Regions from separate parts of the Anas platyrhynchos genome. Here region 1 is linked to region 2. A link is a contact called in public Hi-C data. All regions are on one chromosome and are shown on one strand. Each heading gives the region's core, a stretch centred on a gene start, on an enhancer-like site or on the middle of the called end of the contact. The rest is flanking DNA. Distances are from core to core; before and after follow the strand shown.

Region 1 (7,554 bases), core at 3,446-5,945, 260 kb before region 2:
TAGGAGGGATGCTTTTGCATATGGCCTCAGGTAGTCACAGCTGAGAGAGAAGTAAACTTCTTGCCTGAAGGCCAAGCTATTGGCGTATATGAATCCAACAGTTTTATGGTTGTTGACTTAATAAAGCTTATTTTTCTTATTGTATCTGAATAAGGAGAGGCAAATGTACTGTTAGAAACTGGGTAGGAACTGTATTACTAAGAACAGATGACTTTGCAATAAGCGATCAAAAATGTAATGATTGGTCAGAGTAGATGACAAAAAACAGACGTGGTGTTGCTGAAAGGTAAAAGTGCTAACTGCAAAAGGAGTAAGTACTTGAAGCCAAATGGAAAAGGGCAAGGTGAGCAAGTAATTAGGAAGGCCACGTGCAATATGTCACAGAAATAATGGAAACATATGCTGTATCCTGCATTGAGCAAATGATCAGAAGAGTTTAGAGTTGTACTAAACCAAGTGCAATATATGTCCTTGAGTGTATATTGCATTTAAAATAACTATTTTAAAATTGTAGGTACACAAAAAGGATTCTGGCTTCTGGAGGGATTTTGGCTTTGGGATGACTTGTCAATACCGGACAGACTTTCTGACTGTTGGTAAGAGATGAAACTGTATCATAAAAAGTGTGGAGAGGTGTTCAAAAGATATTCCCTGTGTACCATGTTATCTAACTACAGTGAAGTAATGTTTTAATTTTTATTTTTCCCAAATCCAACTTGCTGATTACCAAGTTGGATGAACAAATGAAATAATTCTTTTTGTAATTTTTGATGTCCCCTCTGACGAACATTTGTTAAAAGCTGCAGTATTTGTTAGCATTAGCAAAACTTACTCTTCCATTTTTCATATTGTGACTGTTTGGAGCAAATGAACAATTTAAGAAACATGTTCCTCAAGTAAGCTGCTAACAGAAAAAGAAACATTGAAATTCTTTCTTTCAAATAAGCTTGGAAGTTTAATATAGTTGTTCCAATCCAAGGCTTTACAAATATGCTTTGGCACCCTCTTGTGGCATGTTACTAAAAAAGAACAACTTGATATACTTAAATTTGGAAGATGCACTCACAGATGATCTGCCAGAAGGTATAATGATATAGCTCATGTGCCTATATGATGATTTGAATGAATGCAGGCTGCTTTTCAATAGCAGACATACTGCATGGCATCTGTATGCTATATGCGAAATTAAGACCTCAATTCTAGAGTTTTGAATCTATACCTAAATCTAAACTGATACTCATTATGGCCCTGGGAAGGCAAGAGAGACCTTAAAATGGTGCAATAGATTCCTCTTCTTAATCGAGCTTTTTGAGTTGTGACCTGTGGAGTAATTGCTGACACTTCTAGAGAGGGCTTTTCATATGGTACATGACTGCCTCATTTTCCAGCTGCTAAAATCCATTATGATTGCTAAAAATAACACAAAAGCATACCCAGTATGGTTTGCCTACAGTTTCTTGCAGCTGTCACATGGGGTGTCATGCATAATGTGATTTAGATGCTCTCTTGTAAGAGACTCTCTGAAGCCAGCAGTGCATGATCTATGTCCTGGACAGCTTTCACTGTAGAAGACGTGGAACGCTTGAAGCTCCTCTCCCTCAATTTGGCATGCTTTGACATGCAGTAGCTAAACTGAATTGCTTCAGAATTTCTGGTGTGGCATAGATTGTCTAATATTTTATGTGAGGAGTCCTTTTTACCTTGGATCTAGCTTGTATGGCAACATGCTTTCTGATGCTGTTTTTATAGGAGGTTTTGACTTGGAAGTAAAAGGCTGGGGCGGTGAGGACGTTCACCTTTACAGAAAGTACTTGCATGGTGACCTTATTGTGATCAGGACACCAGTCCCTGGTCTGTTCCACCTCTGGCACGAGAAGCATTGTGCAGATGAACTCACTCCAGAGCAGTATCGCATGTGTATCCAGTCCAAAGCCATGAATGAAGCCTCTCACTCACACCTTGGGATGCTGGTCTTCAGGGAGGAGATTGAGACTCACCTCCGTAAACAGGCTTACAGGACTAACAGCGAAGCAGTGGGATAAATGGAGCCCTGTGACAGGGCAAAACTGATGACTTCACGTTCACAATGAACCAGCATCATTTTACAGCCTTAATTCAGCTTAAAAATGCAGTGCCTCTTTTTCAATGAAGAAGAGTTTAGGGTTTTTGGTTCTTGTGTTTTTTTTCTGAGTAACTCTGACTGATGTACTATTACCTACATATCTTGCAAGTTGAAGCACCTCAAATAAGAAACAGGAAAGCATATTTAGTTCAAGGAAAGTGTCTTCAGTGCTGATTGGGGAGATCGGTGGAATGTACAACTCAACTCTTCTCCACGTGGTACACTTTGATTCTTAAATTTATGGTATTTTAAGAATTAAGTCTTGTGCTAAGTGTTTTCAGTCTGGCTTGCTGCACTGTGATGTTAGAAAGCTATTATACTTACACTCCACTGTGGAAATGAGGTGTGAAAAAGAATCTTGCTGTAGAAGATGTACAGGATATGCTAATTGGTATGTGGTCTGTTAAGGCTGACTTCACGGCGGTAGCTTGATGCTGCATTTGCTGTATTAACAGACATGCACATTGTTGAATACAAAGAAATTCATGTGAAAGGGTGGGGGAATGATAATGTTAAGTGGAATTTTAGAGCATTTAATATGATTTCACACTGCAAAAGACACCACCGCCTTATCTTGGTGATGGATCAAAGAAGTTGGGAATGTTCCAGTTGGGCATTTCTGGATGTAGTCTTTTCCCACAGTGCATACTACATCATAGAATCCTTTCTGTGAACTGAGCTATGCTATTAAACATTTTTGTTTAAGGATTTTTGGCCCCACTCCTTATTCTGAAGCCCTGCTTGTGCATCTCAGCCTTTAAACTGAGGAACCATCATTTCATTGCTATGTAAATTCATTAGAGACCCATTTGCTGTTATGCCAATGTCCCTTTCTTTCCCTCTGTCATTTTCCTGACATGTTTTTGGAAGCAAGTCACATACTCTTAGCTGTTTCACAGACTGGAAAAGCAAGTGCTGTTACAGTCTTTCTTCACATGATACTTTCTGTTCTACTGATTTATCCCAGTAGCCTTATTCTTCACTTTTTCAATTGTGTTGTTCTTTTTTTTTTTTTTTTGGGGGAGGGGAAGAATGGAAGGGGTCAAGCATGCATGAACAGAATTATGCTGCGGTCTCATGAGTGTCTTGTACAATGGCACTACTACTTCCCTACTTCCCTTTTGGATATTCTGGGATGCATAAGCAGTTTAAATGCAGGCAGGTCACTTTTCTCCATGTTGTCTTATATACTACCGTATGGCATGCCTCATTTTTAATACATTTGTTTTTAAAATTAATGGTGAGAATGCTAATTCAGTGGTTATACCATTTGCATGGTCTCCACAGAATTTAGAAACTAGGCAAAAACCCTTCTCAAACCTTTTCAAACCAGGTAATTAAGTTTTGTTAATGAATTCAGTTTGCTTCAAGAATTCTGAAGGCAATTAAAAATTTAAATGGCTGATTTTTCTGAATAGCAGATATGCTGTGCAAATAGTTCCGGGCACTGATCCTTTCATATGTACATAAAATCTGCCTTTATGTAACTTATTGTGGAGAACAGTTTCCTGTATTGTACTTAGAGTGATGAGAAAGCATTGCAAGACTTCTTGCAACTGATTCTCTGTATAATAAATGGAATATCTGCATTTTAGAAATTGTTTTAAGCTGTTTCTTTTGAAATAAGTGTTTATAATGTTTTACCAGGTAGATGACACACCAGATTGAAGTAATAGTATTTGCGGTGAGAGTTTTAACCAGTGAACATCTATCCTGACTAGATATAAAACTTACATATATACCAGATGTTTTATTGTAAGGTAAACATCTTGGTGGTGGGTCCTTACAGAACAAGGTACCAGTGAGGAAAAGAGTAAGTACGTAGGCATGACGACTTCTAGTAAGATTTAAGTGGGAACTTTTATTGAAACTCCAGCCCTTAACACTTAGCTAGTGTTGTCCTGGCTGTGCTGGTGCAAGAATAAGCATCAAAAATGCCTCTCACTTCATCTCACTTCATACACACACTGGCATGACTGTTGAGGTTGTATGGAGGTATTGAGCACTGCTGCAGCTTGGCTGTTATCACTCTACCAGTTTAGTTCCCATGTTTTGCACACAGCAGACTGCTGATAGCCAGATCTCATCTTCTAGTATTTCCACTGAGTGGTTGTGTTTATCAAAAGTGGCTGAAATGAGGAAAGAGAAAAATGTCAAGTGTCTGCATCTGTGCAGTCCATACTGGTCTGATACAGATGCTGGAAGGCAATCAATAGGAACCACTTCTGAAAACTTTCCGTTCATCGCCCCAGAATGCGGAGGTGGAGGCATTGAAGTTAAATGAAGTCGGACCTACTGGAACTTGCTCATGCCAGGGTTGGGTATAGACACAAGCAGTCCAAATCATCATTTGAGCAGTTGTAAACTCCTTGGAGCCCTTGCAGGCCTGGCCCTTTCTCTTTTCTCTTCTGCACAATTAGTCCTGCTGTCTGCAGTAACTGCTTGTGTGAGAACATGTGCTATGACATTATCAGCTCACTAAGAGCATGTTTGTGCTGTGTTATGAAATCCAGAGAGATTAGTGTGGGCTCTGTGCTATGTTAAGTCATTGCATGGTGCTTGCTCTACAGTGGTAATAACAAGGACATGGAATCTCCTCAGATACGTTTTGCTGCTGCACAATAGTGGATACAGTACACACATCTAACAACTTGCTCGTCTGCTGTTCTGCAAGATGACTTTACTGCTCACAATCCGTAGAGCATTTACAGCAGGCAAATACTCAATTCTAATAGTGTAAATAGTGTTTTATGGTACTTCTATAATTTGTTGGGTAGCTTATTAACAATGGTAACAGTGGAAATTAAATGAGTTGCTTAAATTAAAAGTTGTTATGATTTAAAGTTTATACTTCCAGGGAATTACTACTAATCATGTATACACCTCATGTTCGCTAACGATTTGTCACTTAATTTTTCTCATTAAAGTAATTAGATTATAAATAACTGCTTTAAACATGCAGCTTTTAATTTAATCTTAAAATAGGCCTTTTCCTTTTTTGTTCTGAAGCATTTTGAACATTGCTCTTGAGCTTACCTATGTTTTAAGTAGTTAGTTTAAACAATGTCAGATATTCAGATATTGTTTCTCAGTGAATTAATGTGCATTTTTCCAAATGGCCTTCACTGAATGGAGTCAACTGATGAATATCATACAGATACACAGATGGATTGTTTTGTCTATCTTAACAGGGATTCTCCAGAAGAGGACAAGATATATGTCCCTAGTAATCCCAAAATAAAACAAGAAAAGGTTGAGACTTGTGGACTGTAGAGAGAACGTTTCTGTTCAGTGTGTTGCTTCGAAAGTTGCTTGAATTTGTACAACTATGTCAGGTTACCATCTACGTGCTACTTTCCTGGGTCTGTTCTGCTTTTAGTTATTCTTTGGGACACTCTATTTCCACAGAAACCCATTGACTACACATTCTGTAGAAGTGCTTCGCTACTTCTTCTGCCTTAGTCTTTGGGAAACGCATGAGTGAAGCCACTTTCAGGGCTCAGATTTTGAGGTTAAGTTACCACTGTTATCACAAGCTAACAAGTCTACTGTCTTCTATCTGGCTATGGATGTTACTGGCACTTCAGTTACATTCCCGAGCAATTAACATAATGCTGTGTCACTGCCCAATAATAGGCAGAAAAATGTACAACTCTGGAGAACAATTAGTTTTCCCCAACTCCTTAGCATACCTGAAACAAATTACATGTGCTGTATAAATAATATGACCTGAAAAATGGGATGACTTATTTTTTCACCACTTGGTCTTGCATCAGCTTGTTCTTTTTTCATCACAATAGTGTACTTGCTGCCTTCCTTATTAGCCCAGTCCCTCTTTCTCTTTGATGTGGATTTTCTCATTTCTTAAAACACTGTGCCACAAAGCCTTCAGCCTTTCATAAGCTCCAGTATTGGCTTTTGAGCAACACAGGAGCCGCTGGGAGTTGGAGCTAACTGAGCTGCTGGGAGGCAGAGTGGTGTTGAGTGGCAAGGAAAGTCTGGATTCTGTAAGCAGGACAAGAGCAGCAAGGGTGCACAAGAATTGCTTTCTGCCATTTACCAGCTTTGATATCTGTCTTAAAACCTTTTCTTCCTATTTCTGATTTGTCACAGTATTTCATGCTGAAATACAGTAAGGTATATGATGACAACACGTGGTTCAAGACAAAGATCAGTAATTTAAGAGTTAATGCTCAATGTTTGTTTGCACATCACTGGTTTTGTTCTGTAATGAAACTAGAAATAGTAGGATTTTCCTTCATTATGATGTGATCTTAAGTGATTTCATTTGTCTAAGTACGCTGAACTTCAGGCTGCATTCAGCAGTCACCAGGCTGTGATACAAGTGCGTGTGCATGCATTCAGCTGTGCAGATGAGACAGATTTGCTCTTTCCCACTAAAACATGCAACTCTTCTTTGAAGGTGTTTCTTTACCTCATCCAAGAAGGGGAGGAAATTAGTCATGTTTCGAACATGAAATCTCCGCATGTTGCTTTAGGCATACATCTGGCTATATGACTGGAAAATGTTAGCTAAGTGTCTAGTCTTAACCTCATAACTCCTGCCGTGGGACTGAAGAGACAACATTGCAGTGTGCTTCACAGTCCCATTTAGCACTTCTGGGGTGCAGCAGCCCTGGGCCCTGGCAGAGAGCAAAGCTGCAGGGTCACAGGCTTTCAACTCTCCTCTGCCTGGCTATGCTGCAGCTCTACTTTCCTCCAGGTTGCGCCTCTCCCTCAGGGCCAAAGCTGTGAGCAGGCTCCAGCAGCAGTACGGACAGGGCCAGATGAGAGCGAGGTGTGGTGGTGGTGCCTGCCTGGCTCTTCATCGCTTTTTTTGCCACAAATACATACCATTGTTAGCCCATGACCCATCTGGCACTGGGTCATGGCTATTAATCTGTGATATGTAACGTGACTGAGGTGTGATGGGTGCGGTAGGGTGGTTTGAAGCTGAACGGTGTACCTGGATTGTTGACTTGTCACAAGTACACATGTACTGGGCCACGACACAGGGAAAGCACAGCATGCAGTTCTGAGCCAGACGTGCCTGCACTGGGCCACAATGGGCCATGGTAGATGCTGTTTATGTGACAATCAGGTTCCCTTTTTCAAGTTGTGGTCTGGGTGTGGAAAGCTGAGTTTTCCTGGAGGAATTGTTTTATTGTTGGAGCAGTAAATATAGAATACCAACATGCTCTGCTGGAATGAGAAGTAATGTTTGTGGTGGTTTTTTTTTGTTTGTTTGTTTGTTTTTAACTGTTGTTACATGTTATATGCATTAACTGTAAACATTTCCAAGGACCTTGCATCTGCAGAGGAAAAAAAGGGGAAGTGTTCTTGATTAGGGAAGTCGAACTGAGATTAGCTTGGGACACATTTTCATGTTAGACCCAATATAAGAATGAGTTCAGGACGTGCTTTTGAATTTT
Region 2 (6,815 bases), core at 1,189-3,688:
AGAAAGCTGCAACTACCAAAAGATACAGTAGTAGAGGTGACCTAGGCAGCATGCCCAGTGTAAGTGGTGCAAAAGAATATATTTTTATATATTACAGTCATATTTCTGGATTTCTTATCCCTGCTTTCAGCTGCTGGGCTTCCTTTGTTTTTTATCTGGACGTCCCCTACTCTTTCTGGACCACCAGTGATTGTGGTGAGTCAGAAGAACCCAGAGCCTGACAATGATGATGTTCTTTTGTGTGGCCCTGATGTCACAGCTGTAGCTGTATACAGACCTGTGGCAGGCTGCGATGTTGTGTACATCATCTCCAGATGAGAAGTTCCCCTACATATGCCAAGCATCATGTTGGGAAACTGGATTCATTAGCTGTATTACTAATACTTGCAAGGAAAAAGAATTACCTTGGAAATTATTTGCAATGTGTAGAAGGGCCAAGAAAAAAAATTGCAGAAGTACTGTTTTAAAGGAAATACAAGAGAATTTAAGTGAAAATTCTTTCATATATATGATCAGAGAAGTGCATTAACTAGATTGCCTGTCATATAGGCAGTTTGTATTTTCTCTCAATTTGTTTTTGTCAAATATCTTTGTAATAAAATATGTAGATCTCTTTGGAGAGCACCATGCTACATGGATAGGGAGCAATATCCAGGTGATACATGGCACTGTCATTAGTTTATTCGGGGTAGGGCAGCCAGTTTCCCTCATGATGTGTTGAGATTAATGATCAGGAGCAGCCAAGCTGGGATTGGTTCCACATCTAAGAACGGGTTTGCATCAGCTGCAGTAAGTAGCACTGAGGAGTTAGATGGCTGTTCGCAACCTAAGATCACAATGTGTCCTCATCTGGCTTTGGATATCAAAGTAGAAGCAGGCAGTGGTGAAGGCCATAGGTGTCTTTACATTGCCAGGGAACATATTTTATATTTGCTCAGTAACTGTAGCAGCTAACAGAAGTCTGCAGTATCTAGAGAAACAGCTTAGCACATATTAATTTCCTGAAATTGCCCAAACAAAGCAGGCAGCGTAATCAGTTTTCTCCGGACTCAAACGGCAATTACAATGAATGCAAAAAGGTTAAAAACATCTATCTGTACTTCTACAGAAAAGGGATTATGCCGCAGGTGTAACAACATAACATTCAGCTGTATGTGAGATGGGATTTGGAGCTCCATGCTACACTATGATTGAATTCATACAAAAGTACTGCTTAGAGAGGAAAGACATTAATTCATATCTTCTAATTAATTATCTACTGAACATGACAGAATAAAGACAGCATAAGAGAAGGAAAGGGTAGGAGTCATCAGATGTGGTAGCATTTTGTTGCCATAAGGAATGTTTCTTCCTCTTCAGTTACAGTTTTATGACTCGGCATTGCTGAGGTTGGTGATTTACAGCACAAAAGAGCAATGGGCTTACATGCAATCTAGTTACATTTGGATCTCAAGAAGAAATGGGGTAGCTGAATGTGCGTCATGTTCAGCTTAGTGATTCAGTTGTAAGACAGTCTTCCAGAGAGACCATAATGTTCTGTCAGAAACTCCAAATGAAATGTACCAGAAGTACATTTCACAGGAGCAGTGGGGCTGGAGACTGATGTGCTCGGTAGCATCAAAGGAGGGAGATACATGTGGGGAAGAAAAGCTTTGCCCTGTCACCAGCAATGTGTTTTGACTCTGATGCATAACAGCCACACCTGGCTCTGGAATAAAATCTTTGTGCCAGAAGTGTAACTGCATGCAAGGAAACAGCGCTGTAGGCAAGACATTGCCATAGGTGTTCTGTGATTTCTGTTCCTACAGGTGAGATGGGAAAGCCCAATGTGGTTTGGGGCCCAGAAATCCGCACAATAGCAAGCTGAGGGAAGATCCCCAGTTCCTTCCAACCTCATCATTGAGGCTTGGCTATGCCTAAGGCACCAGCGGGGATGACAGGCTGTGCAGCGCCCATAGGGAAGCAGCCTGTGCCCAGGCAGAGAAGCGCTGTCAGAGCAGCTGCTACTGGCCTAGGCCAGAGGGAGATGCTGGGGCTTCTCGCACACTGTGGCTCCCTGTGTGGGGACTTAACGTAGCACCGCTACTCAGCAAGACGTTGGCACAGCAGCAATGCCGTGCAGGCCTGCCCACAGCTCCTGCTGCCAAATGACAGCGGGCTGGGGCCAAGGCACCAAGCCTTGTGCTCTCCCACCTGCCTGCAGGGCTGCCTGAGCTGCAAGGCTGTGAGCTGCCCGTTTTGCCCATTTTGACACAGAAATGGGAACATTTCCTTACGTTACAGCTTATTCTCCCTTAGTAAACTCCCTTGTTCTCCCTTAATGTTGGTTTTGTCTTCCTTCCCAGCCAGTTTTCCTTGGTGGTGGTTGATAACAGCCGCAGGAGTTATGAAGCAAACCAAAACAGTGTTTTGCAACACTTAAATGCAGTACTTTGCCCATATCTGAAGAGCTTACTCACTGGCCGGCCACGCTCAAAGGATGCCGCAGCTCCATCCCACAGACTAGCGTTGCTTCCCTTCTCATCTCCTACTTCCCGAGTGGGTGTCTGCAGAGTGCCGTGATGGCATCGATCTGTTTTGACCATACCTATGTCAATCTGTTCTTCCAGCACCTTAGCAGGCGCCAGCCTTTAGAAGCTATTTCAAACTACTGCCACTGTGAACTGTGGAAGCATACAAAAAGTGCAACGGGTCCAAGCACAATGCAGCAGTAGGCAGGTTCGTTGCTAAAACTTTTATCTGAAATAGGAGTTGTTACTTGTATGTTATTTAAGTGTGCATTTAAATTCAAGAGGCAATTAGATACTTTTTTGGAAAGGAAAACTTGTAAATTATGTATCAGAAATTCATAGTAATTTAATACATGTGTTTTTCTGTACTTTTGTTCCTCAGGTGCTTACTATGAGATAAATTGATTCAAAGGGAAAAAGTGAGAGATACATAATTCTTGTGTTTAATATTAAACTAGGCTGAGGAAGAGCACGTGAAAAGCACACAAGGAGAGCACTGCAGCCTGCACAAGCCCGTAGAGGAGAAAAATGGTGGAAAAACACGGACAGTACCCCAAGACCATATATTTGAAGAAACTGAAGAGAATACTGGCAAGTAAAAGAAAAACATGCTAGAAAACATTTTGGTATTTTAACTTGATTGTCAGCAAGTGACGTTTAGGTTACTTAATATGTATAAATTATATTTTTTTCCTTTTTTAACCAACCATTTATCTAGTTTATGTCCCAGCATGCTTAACTTCAGGCACTACTGGTAAACAAGAGTGTCAATAAAATAACTAATGCTTGCTTTATAGAGTTAATTTTCTCCCTTTCTCTTTTCTAAGTGACCTGGAGCTCATCCTTAAAACATGCCTGGCTCCAAAATTCAAGACAATTTATTTTTCTGTCAAGATAGCAAGGGATTTAGATATGAAGTAATATACTGTTGTGCTTTACAGTTAATACCAATTTCCTGCTTTTTCCTGATATTTTGATATCTCTCCTCTCCATGATCATCTCTGTATGCAAGTTAGAAAATACAGAAGCAACATAAAGACAAGTTTTAAAAAAAAAAGAGCACGTTAGATAGAGGATGCCAGGCTCTGAAATGTTTCCCTCTGCAGAGTTGCTCTGTGGTGCTCACTGAACTGATTAACAGATTCCAGTGCACTAGATGAGGTTCCTTCCAAGTGATACCAGACCATTTTTCCAGCCACTCTACATTTATCTATCCACATGACATTCCTGTGTGTTTGTATACACATTTATTTTACTGAACAGAACTGAAAGGAGAAATGTTACATAGAATTTTAGATAATAGTGTGTAGGAGCAAGAATGTGAAGTACTTTTGGATAAAAGCAATAGCATACTATTATTCCATTGTTAATAGAATATTTGTACTTGTTGGTTGGCCTTGAAACCATATGGAAAATCATTGTTGAAAATCAAAAGTGGTTCAGGAAAAGCATTTTTTTTCCAGAATAAAGTCATCCATAGTTCTTTAGTAGGTTTTGTTTGTGAATGTGTACATGCAGTTTTAGATGCAAAGGCATTCACGTTTCCCTTCAGTTTTATGAGTACTTAAGTTTTCTAGTTTAATTTATTGCTTTCATTAAATGTAACACAATAAGAAGTAGAAGGTGACTTTGTTGTCTAAGTGGCTAGAAAGACGTCTAAAATTCGGCAGCAGTACCATTTCTCTCCAAACCAATCCCAAATTCAATTCAAATTCCATTTTTGGGTCACAAGTAATAATCTGTGATAATTGCATTACAGTAATTTAAACTACAGCTTCTTTAATCTCATATACTTTAAATGCATCTGAGGAAGACAGTTTGAGCTACAAATTTGTTTTCTAATATTGGAAGTAATGTATGTAAATGGCAACTAAATTATAAAGCTTAGCTTCATATTACTTTTATGGCTATGTAATGCTCTCAGTCAGATTGGTTTTACTTGAACTATACTCAGAATTTATAAAATTGCCACTTAGCATATGATTAGCACTGTTATTTGTTTGAGTCCTCATAATCATAGAATGGTATTTAGGTTTTTATTTCGACTGGCAATGAAAAAATAAGAGAACAAATATTAGGGAAAAGAGTGCATTTGCAATGAGAGCTTGCTAATTTTTTATCAGGTTATTTTCCGCTCCAAAAGTTTGGCTAGAAGACAGATCTAGAGACTGGGGACAGGCTTACATCTTAGTAGCATTTGAAATGCTACTCAGAGAACCAGGGAGAATGTTTTGTTATCGCTTCAGAGACTCCACCTTCTTAACAGGCATCTCATTCTAAACTGAAGCTAAGAGGAGAATGTAGAAAAGAAAGAACCATATAAAAACAGAACATCTTATTTTTGTGTTTAAAAAAACACAGAATATTGCGAAATGATTAAGGGAATTCCTACAAGGGCAGTAATTTGACCTTTTTGGCCTCTGCTAGATTGCATGCCCTCAGGTAGGATTTGAAGTAGAACAGCAAAAGTACATGAAAGTTCTCCAAGGAGAGATTGAGTCCAACACATTCTCCATTCTCGGTCAGACACTGGTTACCCTTTAATGGATGTGATTATTTTGTCAGCCAGGAAATCCTACGTAACAATAATGTCATAGCAGAGCAGATCTGTTGGATTTGCGTTTCAAGGAATTGATAAAAGTAATTATTTTTCTTGCTTAGTTTCTCTACCCAGGGGGTTGGTTGGTGTCAGTTTTTATCAAATGTCATTCTGATATGTTTGTGTCTCCTCATATTTGAGCAACTGGAACACTGATGTAGGGATACAGTGAACACATAGTATATCTCAGTGGAGCTAAACATTTCTTGTAATATTTTTCGCTGGGTAGTTACTGGTCCTCCTCAGGGCATTTGGAGTCTGCAGCACAGCTGTGGAAGGAATTCAGGCTCCAGACAGCAACCTTTAGCTGTGCTCAAGGATGCCTGAGGATGTTGCTATCTCTTCTTTCATTAGTGTTAATAAAAAGCAAGCAGGTAGTGGTGTTTTACATACAAAGTATTCTCTCTTGTCTAGCCTGGCTGCATCTCTGAATTTTTTTTGAAGCCTAACCTTCCTATTCAGATCCAATCACCTTCCTACACTGATTGTTTTCCAAGATTTCTTCTGTGTTGTGGTGCATTTAACAATGGAATTTGGACTTCAGAGCACTGTGGAGGTTTATATGTCTAAATCTCAGAAAATGTTTTGTTGTAAGAAAACTATGTTAATTTTTAAATTAATATTATGAGGTTCTGGGCACAAAGTCATAATGTTTTTATGTTTAAGAGGGAAAATACTGAACTGATTAGTATACATATTGGAAATATTTCTGTCTAGGAGTATATCCTGCATGAAATACATAGCCAGACATATGGCCAGTGAACCATTTATGAACCATTTAATTTAGTTGTGTTGCATATATTTTATGTTAGCTATCTGCACAGATATGAATTCTATAACAGACAAATTATCCAATAATCTCAAATAACTTATGTTCAGTGTTCCTTATATCTTTATGTTATATTTCATTTCAAAAGACTGACTGTTCTTCTTCATTGTTAAGCGTAAGTAATGTGGCAAAGACACCAGATTCTGTATTAAGTATTCTCCAGAGAATTCAGCAAGAAACAATTTTTGAGACCTAATTCAACAGGTTTCTCCAGTAACTTATAAACATAAATAGAATCATATCTCTTCAACTAAGGAAAAATCTGACCGGTCTTTGCGCTTTGTTATTTAATTCAAAATACACTTTCAAGTTGCAAGTTTCTCAGAGGGCAGAAGAGAAAGCTGACACTATTCAGCTGGGATGCTATCGTTATCCTAAGTATTTTTGGGAACAAAACACTTATCAAGGGTGACTAGCTTTAACGCGTAGGTATAAAAAGCAGAAAGGAACTGACATCTTCCACCTGCTAGTAAAAATGTATTTTCAGATACATTCACAACTTTAATTCACATGATGATAATTTAAATAAATTATTCTGGAGCATATCTGGAAATTCCCAGAGGCCAAGATGAGCATGAATGAGGACTGATTCTTAATCACATGTAACCTCAAGCTTTTCTGAAGCTGAAGCAAGTATACCTCTGTAGTGGTCATCTAGGAGAGCTCGTGAAAAGAAAGATATTTTAACTTAATAGTCTAATAACATTGTGGGGGAGACTACATTAAACCAGAAGTTTCCACCTTCAGAATCCATTGGATAAAGAACTGTGACCGAGAACTATTGTATCATACACTGAAGCTCCCCTGCTGAGATTGACTGTAAGTGATACGTAACACCCAGTTTTAGGAAAGAGCTGATTTTAAAATATGAAAGCAG

The links. Hi-C and Micro-C count contacts between places; a contact is called where the count stands out from the background.
Region 1: a contact with region 2 is called in a Hi-C map of F1 follicle, with 2.4 times the contacts expected there. The contact joins two enhancer-like sites. A contact is called at or near these places in 2 of 8 Hi-C or Micro-C datasets (F1 follicle and liver).

Annotation. Positions count from the first base shown.
Region 1 is chr6:15,199,797-15,207,350 of IASCAAS_PekinDuck_T2T, reverse strand. It overlaps CSGALNACT2 (chondroitin sulfate N-acetylgalactosaminyltransferase 2), which reads left to right. Exons shown (of 9, transcript XM_072039480.1): 8 at 515-596; 9 at 1,750-3,720. The coding sequence ends at 2,042. Among named protein-coding and RNA genes, the nearest start is that of MBL, 30 kb to the right of the region's middle. Within about 2 kb of position 4,695, at least 5 of the 8 cell types and tissues checked have an H3K27ac peak or open chromatin away from gene starts, as enhancers often do. A contact at or near this core is called in F1 follicle, where this site is marked.
Region 2 is chr6:14,938,489-14,945,303 of IASCAAS_PekinDuck_T2T, reverse strand. MBL (mannose-binding lectin) reads left to right here. Exons shown (of 25, transcript XR_011809996.1): 15 at 2,346-2,718; 16 at 2,969-3,101. Among named protein-coding and RNA genes, the nearest start is that of SFTPA, 49 kb to the right of the region's middle. Within about 2 kb of position 2,438, at least 4 of the 8 cell types and tissues checked have an H3K27ac peak or open chromatin away from gene starts, as enhancers often do. A contact at or near this core is called in F1 follicle, where this site is marked.